Regions from separate parts of the Zea mays genome. Here region 2 is linked to region 1. A link is a contact called in public Hi-C data. All regions are on one chromosome and are shown on one strand. Each heading gives the region's core, a stretch centred on a gene start, on an enhancer-like site or on the middle of the called end of the contact. The rest is flanking DNA. Distances are from core to core; before and after follow the strand shown.

Region 1 (5,779 bases), core at 585-3,084:
GACTCCATCACCCTATGCTTTCACCCATAAACTGCAACCTCATGTTGCATGTAGACCATTCAGTTTCGACTTATTATATGTGCTATGTTTTCCATGCAATCATAAAGAATGCAAAAACAAAGCAAGTCGAAAATATGTGAATATAAATGTAAAAATAATATAATTTACTATCAAATCTGTATTTTTTATAATAAAAACAGACAAGTATGTACAATTACATATCTCATCAGAAGTCTAAATATTCAAATTTAGATTCTCAACACTGAGTGAAAGTAATTGAACAGAAAATAAATAAAAATAAAAATAGTCGGGCGCTCGTGGCCCATCTATGGCTGAAACCGGCCCATGAACCGGCATATAAAATCAACCGTTAGGGTTAAAACCCTAACCGTCCATCACCATGGACAGGGACGGCCGCCGCCTCCTCCGGCGGCGCGGACCCGGCCGGGCGCTTGGGCACGTGTTCCGGTGGCGCGTGCACGGCCCAGGCTGGGGCGCGCACAGCGGGCGCAACCGCGGTGGCTGTACGGGCAGCCTTGCGCGCGGGCGCGACCCCTATGCCTCGGCTCGCCGGCAGGCGGCCCGGCCAGTTGCGGCGGTTGCCAGGGCGCGAGCGCGGGAGCGGCTGCCCAACCACGACGCGCGGGCATGGCAGCGCGCGACGAGGTTGCCCGGCGCGGGCGCCACGCGAGTACGGCCTCGGCACGGCGGCCCAGCCCCAACGGCGCCAGGTCGGGCGCGGTGGCCCCGGCTCGCGGTCCCGGGCAGCGCGGCCCTGGCTGCACAGGCGCGGCCCCCTGGCGGCACGCCGGCGCGTCCCCGGCTGCACAGGCGCGACCCCTCCGCTCGGCACGGGCGCAGAGGCCCGGTGCGAGCGCGCTGCTCGGCCGTGGGAGGCTCGGCCAGGCGGGCGGGTGCGCGCGGGCCCGGTCAGGCGAGCGGCCTCCAACGGCGGCGCGCGGCCCCTTGTGGTTCAGGCACAACGGCCGCGGTCCCAGCCCTGGCGGCTCAGGGCGTCGTCCCCGGCCCCGGCGCAAGATCTGGCGCGGCGGACTCGTGTGGCCCCTGCGTGGCTTCGCGCGGGCGAGCGCACGGCCTCAGCGCGAGGGCGCGCGGCCTCGGCCAGGGCACTTCCGGCCAAGCGCAGACCCAGCGCGGCCTCCGGCCAGGAGCGGGCCCTGCCCGTTCGTGAGGTGCAATCTGGCAAGCGTTAATTGCCTCTGCAGTCCGCGTAGCCACAACCAGGCAATGTCCATCATGCAATTTGTGTAGAAATTGAAAGAACGACAGTGCCAAAAGAACACATCAGAAAAGGGTAATAACATCCTACTTTTCTCTGGATGAGCGTAAACCAGTACGCGCGCCATGATCCTTACAGAAAGCGCTGCGTCGGTGACGCGTAGGGCAGTTCTTCATTTTCCCTTCATCTCTCGCTTCTCTGATCGAGTGGTGCTGATAACGTGTTATAATATACTCAGTGGTAAATGAGAATTGAGAGAGACAAATGACAGTAGTAGTTCTTTATTGCAGAGAATCTGGTTTATATACATGTGAATACAGTGTCTTCCAAGGGGTGTGTCCCTTGGGAGAAAACTGTCAGGGGGAGAGGGTTGATCACATGACAATACTTTGTAACACATACTACTACTATTTGATAGGGATCCTTTGGTTTAGGGAGACTAATTTTTAATCTACCCACTTTATTCTATTTTAATTCTTAATTATTAACTAAATTAGAGTTTTAGTTTTAATTTAGAACCTAAAATAAAATAAAATAAATTAGTTTCTATAAATCAAACATCCATACCGTACGTACCGCCCAGATCCCGGCCAAGCTCACAAATTCCATTCGGGCCCCTGCCTTCTCCGCCTCCACCCGCCTCATTCCGTCATTCGGGTCTCCAGCAGTCCAGCTGTTTCCGCTCCCGCCTCCTCCTGTCCTCCTTCCGGGTTCCGGCGCAGCCTCTCTCGCCCCGTCCAGGACGCAAGCGTACCCTAGGCGGAGCCACCTTCCACTCTTCCAGAAATCTCTCTCCGGAGGCCGGAGGGGAGGCCAGGATGGCAGCACCAGCGACGTCGGGGCCGCCCGCGAGCGCCAACGGCTCCCTCGCGGGGGTGGCCGCGGCGGTGGGAGCGCCCACTAACCCCATGGCGACGGCGATGCTCACCGATCAATACCAGTTCTCTATGGCCTACGCGTACTGGAAGGCCGGGAAGCACGCCGACCGAGCCGTGTGAGCGCCCTCTCCCTGTCCCCGCTTCGTTGCTGTGCCCGTGCGCAATTTGTTCAGCGGTGCCGGTTGGATTGGATTGGATCGGGAGGTTGTGATCTGTCGACTGTCGTGAGGGTGGTGGGCGGGAGTCGGGACGGTTTGTCCGTGCCGTGTTAGGTTTTGAGGGATGGGGCTTTCAGGGCCATGTATTGGATTGGAGCTCGGTCCCTCCCTGCCGCAATTCCCTTGTTGCTGTTCTGTTGCTAGTGCTGTGCTCTCGTTTTTGGTTCTGATCAATGTGCTGGGAGCGTTAGTTCTCGTAGGATCGGTTATTTGGTATTGCTGATTTTCCCTCTTATTGTTTTCCCACCACTGTGGGCTAAGACGGTGTGTTTTTTTACATCGTGGACCATTGATTGTTCAGAGTATTTTATTTTATTTTCGATCTGGTGCTCTGGTTTTGCTTTCGGAATCCTTTTCGTGTCTAGTTAGATTTTTCTCTTGCCCCAGCAGTGATATTTTAAGCAGTGGCTGTCAGGATTTAAATCTACCTACGGCGAAACTTCCAAAATTTGAAATTACAAATATAACGAGCACAATAAACATGTCCATACAAATATGCTAAACTAAAAAAACAATTTCTGATGACGTACCTTATAAACAATTCAGTGCATAATCTGATAAATCATGTGACAAACAACTAAACTAGTAGAAAGAATTATTGGATGCAATTTTATTTTTCCTTCTTCCCCGTCATGGCCCAAGAGAAGAACATGAGATTGATCTAATCGTTGAACTGCTGAACCGTTGGCAAGATGGCAACGCCTTATACGATACCTTTTTTTTACCAGAACTCTAAAAGCCCATGAGCCACGTAAAGCAGGAACTACACACCCTCAGCTGCCAGGTAGGCTTGCATGTTTTTGTTCAGCACCGACCGGAGGTATTCTCGCCGTATCTCAGCTGTGGCGAGCGCCAGACCTCACTCACCACTGCATGGATCCGCCACTGATTTCAAACATATCTTCGTCTCGACATCTACAGTTGATGTATGTCAATATGCATTCTCTATTGCTAATACAATGTTGCCGATGTAAAAACTGAGCAAGTGGGATGCCACCTTTAGTATTTTGATTTGTGCTGTACTGTGTTCAAACCGGGCTTTCATTTTCATTGCTCAACCTTGTATTTCTCCGCTGAGCCCTTTCCATTGTGCAATTTTAATTGCTCCTTGTCGATGTTGATATTTATCTGTTTTTATTTGTTTGGAGTGGACGATGCATTCATTTGGGATTATCGTGCTCTTCTTAGAGGTATATTCTGCATTTGGTGTTAATTTATCCTAAGTTGGCTTTAGGAGCCAAACCTTTTTTTCCTAGTTCTAATTGTATCTCTTGGATATTTTTCACAATTTGCATATGACATGACACATGAGTATTATTATGATGTAATTCAGAAGGTACGTGGACATTTGAATAGACAAACAGATGAATGACATTTACTGCTTGAGTAAACAAACAAGTCAATCAATTCATCTCTGGGTTTTATATTTATTTGCTTTGGCCATCCAAGGTTTGAAATGTGTACAATCACAAACGTATGCAAGAAAGCAACTTTGACTTAAAATAGTTGCATATTTTAGTTGCAGAAAACTCCTTTTTTTAGAAAAAAACAAGGTGATATCATCATATGTGTGTTGGCTGCTAGTTCAGGAACAGGGGAGTTTTTATGGGGGAAAAGCTATAATTGTGTCATTCAAAGAATATTCTAGGAAGGTACCTTGAAACTACCCTGGGCTGTTTTATATATTGCTCGTACAGCATGACAGTGCAAAACTTCTTGGTCGATACTGAGGTAAACAAGAACTTTGTGTGAAGCGATCTTCTCTATGTCTTGGAATGTAACCCTAGTTCTTAATGGTCATATGTGCCCCATACCCTTAAGTTCATATGGATAGAACTTCCTTGTATGCATTGTATTAAAACGTTGTTTGTCCACAGTATTAAAATATTTGTCGGCTTCTCATAAAGCAACGGTTTTTAATTTACCTCAGCAGCTCCCTAGATTGCACCAGAGATGCCTCCACGTGACTCCAAATAAAGTATGCCAATGTTAAAATATTTTTTATCTCAAATTTAGGAAAATGTAATGCAAGTGGCATTATGGAAAGTTAATGGTAGGCCTTGGTATTGTTAGAGTCGAGGAAAAATGGCAACTTGTGTATTTCATAGGGCCTAAAGGGCAAAAGTACTACTAGAGTGACTTGGAGCTTTTTTTGACAAGGGGATTCCCCATTTATATTACTTTCATAATAGAAATACAACACAGAGACAGGGTAGCAGAACAAAGAACTACTAGAGTTCGACATATCAAGATGCAGGTGAACAACATCACGGCAAGGGGGGAAACGACGCCTACTGGATTATTACACAAAGTTTTCTTCCAGATAGGCACGCAGGCCTGATTCAGGACACTCCCAGACATCCCAGATTTTTTTTTCAAAAACACAGGAGAGCTGCGTATCATTATATTAAGAAGAATAGGTGAGGCAAGAAGAAAACCTCATACAACTTTACACAGACCCACATACACTAGATTATAGGTAGAAATACCGCAATATAAACAGCTAGACCCGTGACCATGGAGACCCTAAAATAAAGATTACCGGAATTGACTTGGAGCTTATGGTCATTGAATTTCAATCTCTCAGCAAATTTTCAAAACCATGCATCTATAATGAATTCAGACAATTGGTGAAAAAAGGTTCAAGAATTTCTAATCCTTGGAACTCACAAAATAATCTTTGTCATTTCATGGGAAGTTGGGAACTGACTACTTAGTAGCAATTTGAATGTCCATCCAATGCAACCCATCTTGTTGCATTTTAGTCTTATTACGACCAAGAAAACATTTCTGCCTGTTGTCTGCTTCCTCATGCAAGTTCTAGTCCTCCATAAACCTTTCAGTGAATCTAGTTTCAAGCCTTCTGATTGAGTTTCAGTGGATACAATCTGTCTATGGATAGAAATAATGTATCACACGTAATAGCTTTGTCAACTTAATTCTGACTTGAATCCTTTTTCTTTCACAGGTTTGACCTGTACTTTAGGAAAAATCCATTTGGTGGGGAGTTCACTGTTTTTGCTGGCCTTGAGGAGTGCATCAAATTTATGGCGAATTTTAAGTTCACAGAACATGACATTTCTTTCCTGCAATCAGTCATGCCAACATGTGCGGTATCACCTCATCCATACATGAGTAGCCTCTTTCTTCCCATGATTCTGAGATAGGTTGTTAGGTTTGCTGAAAATAATGCCTTTTAGTCACCAAGGCCAATTAGCATGAACTAGAAAGAATTGGTTACTTCACATGGAGGAAGCGGAAGTAATTTTAAATGCACGCACTGTGTCTTGGATTGTTTGTTTTTCACCTAACTTTTATAAACACTATTTATTTGGGTGTTTTCCTGCTAAATGTTCATTTTCTGAAGTAAACTACAATTCCTAGGGTGCTTTCTTCGATTATCTCGGGGAAGTTGACTGCTCTGATGTAGAGGTGTACTCTAT
Region 2 (6,347 bases), core at 3,575-6,074, 190 kb before region 1:
GTAAATTTTCGTATTAACAAATTCTATGAAGACTTTCTGCTGGTTCAGGTGCGAATCATGGGGAAGTTTATGCATGACAATCCAATGCTATCATGTAGTGAAGTAAACAGACATCACTATAGTCTTGCGGCAGTTGCTGTCGGTTTGGGACTAGGAGTTGCCGGGTTATGCAAGGCATTGTATAGTGGTCTGTCCATACCATGGGTTTCTCCAAGGAATTTGTTTTCGGGATCAGGGAGGGCATACTATGTTGGAGGTCTGCGAAATCTTGGCAACAATTGCTTTCTTAATGTCATCCTCCAGGTAAATATTGACTGTCTAATTGTACTGACATCCAGCTATGTGAATGCTAAATAAGGTAGCCTTTCCTTGGCAGGCACTTGCCAGCTGTGATGGTTTTATTTCCTTTCTAGATAATTTGCTTGCAACTGATGGCTTGCTACCTGAAGAAAAGGCTGTAAGAATGCCTCTTCTTCTTGCTTTAAGTTCTCTCTTGGAAGGTAAGATTTATACTATGGACTATTGAACTTCTTATCATTTTCGAGATCCCCACTGTGAACTTCTAAATACGACTCAGTGTCCATTGCAAGTATTGTCCTTTTACTGCAGGCAATTTCAGGGGGGTGGGGGCTTCTATTGAGAATTTTTTAGCTGTATGTGAACCCCTATAATACAGTACATGGCTTATAAGTTCAAAGATCATGTGGGGTCCTCAGCTGCATATGCAACATAATGCATTCACCGGTGGTGGAATCCATGCAACCTATAATTTTTTTGACAGTGTTTTCTCCTATGCTCTGATTTTCTTGGGAATTGATAGGTCCTTGTTATTTGCATTGCTTGGATTCTTTGCTCCACATAATATGTTCTTGCTTCTATATAAAACCACTGAATGGGACTTCTTTTTATCTTTTTCGCTTTATTCTTCTGACATTGGTCATGTCCTGCAAAATATAACTGCATGGCACTCTATTCTTGATGTCCGCCATTTGATTATAAATGCTTTTTTGTTACATGCTCACAAATTGTTATTATTGTACTTGAGCTTTGCATGTTGCAGACTTAATCATAGTTCGAGATGAAAGGACTGTGTTGAATCCACATGGAGTAATGCATGCTTTGAGTTTGTATGTTGGTCACTTCAATCTGACCAGACAGCAGGTATAATATTTACTTCTCTATCTTGTTTTCATTTTTTAGTATTGCATTAGATGTGCAGTCATCATAAGAACTAATTTTCCTTATAGGATGCTTCAGAAGCTTTTCTCCATCTTCTGATCTCATTGAGGGATGAATTTGCCCATTGTTATGTACCACATAGGAGTTCTCTGGCAGACATCACCCTTTCTGACTCCAAAGTATACAAGCAAAGGGAAGGTAACCTGCCTGAATGCAAGCGCTGGAAACAAAACCTATTTGGCCCCTTTGATGGGACAGTTGGCAGCATATTGTCTTGCAGAAACTGTTCTTCTGTGGTAGATTCCTAATTTCCTATGCTTCTTATTCTGTCACTGTTGAACTGTGGCTTATAAAAAAGTAACCTACTGTTGTCTTTCATATATGAATGCATTTTGTTCCGGATATACCACTGGATACATAGATATTGACACGATGTCCAGTGCATGCCCCTACCTTTCCTAGCCGTGGTAAAATTAAAGAATTATTATTATGGAAGTAATTTAGCCAACAACAAGTGATGCTATTTTCATATTGCCAATCAGTTATTTTGCGCATTTTGACAGTTAGCTTAAAATACTCCTGTTTTGTTAATTTTAATGTTCTCCCTTGTTACATATCTCACAGCTGTCATTGGACTTCGAGAATTTCCACTGCTTGCCTCTTTCGCCAGTCCTTAATGCAAATGGAGATATTGTATATCCGCGTCAACCTTCCTAAATTTCATTGGATGATTCAAGTTTTTTTTAAAAAAAATTATTCATTCGCTGTCCATTTTATGCTCATTAATGGTATTTTTGTTTGTTACGTTTATCCTATGTCATGACACTAGACCAGTGGGTGTAGTTTGGTGGATTGCCTAAAGTACTTCACTGTGGTGGAGCATCTTGACAACTATCGTTGTGACCGGTGTTGGCACATCATTGCTGCCAAATATCTTTCTCTTAGATCAGAAGTTGATGAGGTAATTATGTTCAACTTTGTATTAATTATCACTGCACTGCAAATTCTATTGCGCCCTTTGCAATGTTGAGTATGACAACTACATTGATAACTGTTACAGGAAAAGGTTAGCAAGCTTCAATCCTGTGTCGACTATGGCACTTGCAGTTGCAGGGATATGTTCCCCCTGGAGTCACTGCCATGTTCATCATCTTCACGAGCAACAAAGCAGCTGATTATCAGTCAGTGCCCGAAGGTATCCAAAATTGAAGTACTCGTTGAGACTCACATCAACTGTCATAAAATTAAGTAACACCTCCACCAATATGTCCTCTTCCAGATTCTGTGCATTCATTTTCTACGCGCTTCAGTCGGTCTTGACGGCGAGCCCATCAAACATCAGGTAAGCCCGCTGCTATATGTGACACGTGGTAACTCTACCACACAATATAATTAGCGCACCGGTTGATCAGTGCTTCGGCCGCAGGGACATATTTCTTTCCCTTTGCTTCTCAATCTGTCCCCGTTTACGGGAGGCGCGTCGAGTGCTGGACCTTTAGCAATGAATGCGCAAAGAGATGGCCAGCAAGCTCTCCATCTATACCGGCAACTGAATATGCAGGTGAGCAGACGTCTTACCTACTGGAGGGTACTTACCAAGCCAGCCGTGTAAGGAGGAAGCAGCGAACAATAGTGGCCACTCGATTCACGTGGTTGGTTACTCCAATTATAAATTTTTACTACCGGCAACTGAATAATCTGATCGCTCGCCATTTTCAGGCTAATGCTGACGTGTCCAGTAGTTCATCATCACCACCGCAGCTATCAAGGAGCAAGTTATACGGTCTCGCGGCCGTCGTGGAGCACTACGGGAAGTGTGGAGGAGGGCACTACGCAGTCTACAGGAGAGTCGCGTCGAATCCTGACCCTGATGATCCAGGCAAACCTGTTGCAGGCCTTGGCAAGCGGTGGTTTTACATCTCAGACGGCTACGTGTCAGAAGTTCCAGAGGAGGATGTACTGCGCGCGGAGGCCACGCTCCTTTTCTACGAGAGATTGTAGCCGCTTGTTGAGTAGCTAACGTGTGCATCATAACAAAATCTAGGACAGTTTTGTTGTGAGGAGTCTGATGTTCTTAGCGGTACCGTGAGCTTCCAAGTAGACGAGGAAACTAGCTGTGGCACAAAAAACAAAGCCTCTCGGCATCTCGACGTGGACTGCAGGCGTGTCTTAGGCAGTGTGGCCTACTTTTTTTTTGGGTCCTTGCAAACGTTAAAATAATTCTTCATGCAATACGTCAGTGAGGTCTTCCTCTTGAGAATAAATCAGATCACCATTGTTTTGCGACATTGTAAGCAGCAGATGGTGGATCGTGTGAGTTTTGTTCTGCTGACGATGAAATGCGTGTTAATCAACTTTCGGCTCACCGTAGTTTCTGTTTTCTTTTTATATAGGGAGGTACAGCGAACAGCGTAATAAAATGCCAAAATGCAGTTCCACTATAAGTACTAGTTTGGGAACATGTTTTTTTAAGGGATTTTTATTTTTCTTTAAAAAATTAATTTATTTTTTTTAGAAAATAGGAATTTCTTGAAAAAATGAAGTTTCTAAATTAACCCTAAAAATATTCTTTTTCAGAAAAAAAGGAAAAAGAGAGAGAAGACGGTATGAGAAGCCAAATGCAGAAGGTTGCACTTGAAGCCAAATGCAATTTCCGTGGGACCAGAAAAAAGGGGGCGATCTCTATCACTATGGACAACTGGCTAATCACGCCAATTGATAAGCAGCTGTATCTTTTGGAACGGCTCTATCTTTTGTTAGCAGGCGTTTCCGAGAGCTGGAAAACTGCAACTCTGCCGTAAGGGAATTATTTTAGCAGCCCTTCACGCGATGCAGCATGCCTTTCACCTGTTTTTCCTGCGGTACCTGCCAAAATGTTTGCCGAGCCAGCTCGCAATTCGAAACTAGCAGCGATTTATTATCCGTGGTAAAAAATATTTTTGGTTCTTGAACAAGGTATGGTCTATGGTATTGCCAGTACCAAAAGGATTCAAGAATACCGCCGCCGAACAGCGATGTATCGCCATGTGACCCCCCTAGAATGAATGAGGATACGCGCCAACTTGTGTATGGGCCAGTCTTATATATTTGGGCCCAATACCACGTCCCAGCCCGAGTGACATATATAGATATATGGAACCTGATTTCAAATTGAGCGGGAAGAAGGAACCGTAGTCCTCAACACCACCTTCTCCCGTGGATCAAGATGCATGGAAATGGTGAGATGGATGAGTTCAGGAGCTCCTCTTCTGAATCAGAAATGGGTCTTGAATGTCAGAGTGTTATGTGTCTTGGTCATAAAAAATTCTAGATATGCAATATCATATTAGGTAAGTTTGCCATTACACTAGCATTCTTTTTAACATTTATCGCCCGATTCCCCCCCCCCCCCCCCCCCCCCCCCCCCCATGTGGAACATGTTTGATATTCTTTTTTTTAACTCCTTATTACCCGATATACTGCGCTTATATCGTTAAACGACAAATATAATTTCAGCCAATATGTGGCGCTTTATGCTATCTGTAACCTTGATGATGAGGCACACAAGCTGCTAAAAATGCTGTTGGTGGTGTAAATCTTTTCTCCATCGCAAATCCCCCACTCCCCCTCCGATCCCCCCTGCGACCCTGCCCACCCTCCTCTCCTCCTGCATCCACCGCGCCATGTCTCAGGAAGGAGCCAACCTGCCGCAAGAAGTGGTGGGGAGCCATGATCAGGCCACCGCCCCCCACGGCAGCATCCCTGCACCGGCTGATTCCAACCCCAGCTCTGTCAGCAACCTGGCCAGCGCCGTCAACAACGGCGGGTCGTCTGAGTGTGCCAGCCCAGCGGTGCTCTCTGCCGGCGAGGACAACAACGCGGCGTCGTCCAAGACCGCCAGCCCGGCGGTGCTCTCTGCCGGCGAGGACAACAACGCGGCGTCGTCCAAGACCGCCAGCCCGGCGGTGCTCCATGCTGCCGACGACAACAACGCGGCGTCCAAGATCGCAGGCCCGGCGGTGCTCCTTGCCGGCGAGGAAAACAAGGCCAAGCTCAAGCTCGCGAGCCCGGCATCGCTCCTTGCCGGCGAGGAGAAGGGCAACAACGCTGATGAGTTCAAGCTCGCTAGCCCAAGGATGCTCCATGACTGCGACGACAACAATGCCGGGTCCCATGCTGGCGTGCGCAACTGCAACGCCGCCCAGTCCAAGCTCGCCAACCCGGCGGTTCTCCATGCCGGCGATGACAAGAAGGGCGGATCCAAGATCGCCGGCCCGGAAGTGCCCCACGCCAGTGTGACCAGCACCACCGGATCCAAGCTCAACGGCCCGGCGGCGCTCCATGCCGGCAATGACAACGACAGCGGCGGATCCAGGCTCCCAAACCCCGCAGTGCTCCATGCCAGCAAAGACATGGACAACAACGCCGGGCGGCCCAAGTTCGCCAGCCCGGTGTTGCTCCATGCTGGCGAGGACAACAAAGCCAGGACCAAGCTCGCAATCCAGGCGGGCGGTGGCGGTAACGCCGGAGCCGGATCGTCCAGGCTCACCAGATCGGCGGCGCTCCATGCCGGGAAGGACAACGGCGCCGGATCCAAGCCCGCCATCCAGGTGGTGCCACGCCTCCATGCCGGCGGCAAGGACAACAACGCTGGGTCGTTCAAGGCTGCCAGACCGTCGGCGGCCGACTCCGGCGAGAGCAACGCCAAGGAGGGAAAGAGCAACGTAGCTGGAGAACAACGTGCCCGTGAGGCCGGCGTGGGCTGTGGCGGCGGGAAGGGCAACGCCGCCGCGGTGGAGGATGTGGACCACGACTTGCACATCTTTACGGAGAGGGAGCGGAGGAAGAAGATGAAGAACATGTTCAGCACCCTACACGCGCTCCTCCCGCAGCTCCCCGACAAGGTTAGTGTATACGTGCATGTCTCTCTTTCCATTTTTCTTTTCTTGATTGAAGTTCTACATGAGCGATGTCGAGATGATGTGTGCTCGCAATCTGAAGAAATCGCTCCTTTTTTTCTGGACTGTTTTCGCAGTTCCTTCTGTTCATATGCAAATCATCAACTGCATGTGTTGTTGTGAATCCTAGATTTTTACTTATTAGTGCTTGCTTTGGCAATGTTGTGATCATTAGAACTAAATGTGGGAAAATTCTGTATTTCTTATTATTAAAGCATTTATGGAGTTCCC

Evidence for each region. Hi-C and Micro-C count contacts between places; a contact is called where the count stands out from the background.
Region 2: a Hi-C map of leaf shows a contact between it and region 1, with 5 times the contacts expected there. The contact joins the promoter of Opaque11 here to the promoter of LOC103646450 in region 1. A contact is called at or near these places in 6 of 25 Hi-C or Micro-C datasets (bundle sheath, ear, endosperm and 1 more).

What each region holds. Positions count from the first base shown.
Region 1 is chr2:53,564,237-53,570,015 of Zm-B73-REFERENCE-NAM-5.0, reverse strand. LOC103646450 (nicotinate phosphoribosyltransferase 2) reads left to right here and starts at 1,834. Exons shown (of 16, transcript XM_008671185.2): 1 at 1,834-2,234; 2 at 3,065-3,262; 3 at 5,305-5,449; 4 at 5,721-5,779. The coding sequence starts at 2,059.
Region 2 is chr2:53,752,810-53,759,156 of Zm-B73-REFERENCE-NAM-5.0, reverse strand. It overlaps Opaque11 (Opaque endosperm 11), which reads left to right and starts at 4,824. Exons shown (of 3, transcript NM_001349055.2): 1 at 4,824-6,062. The coding sequence starts at 4,842. LOC100193497 (Ubiquitin carboxyl-terminal hydrolase) reads left to right here. Exons shown (of 11, transcript NM_001138611.2): 2 at 32-303; 3 at 377-500; 4 at 1,061-1,161; 5 at 1,248-1,475; 6 at 1,804-1,872; 7 at 2,009-2,140; 8 at 2,240-2,374; 9 at 2,459-2,521; 10 at 2,606-2,740; 11 at 2,899-3,451. The coding sequence starts at 58. The coding sequence ends at 3,180.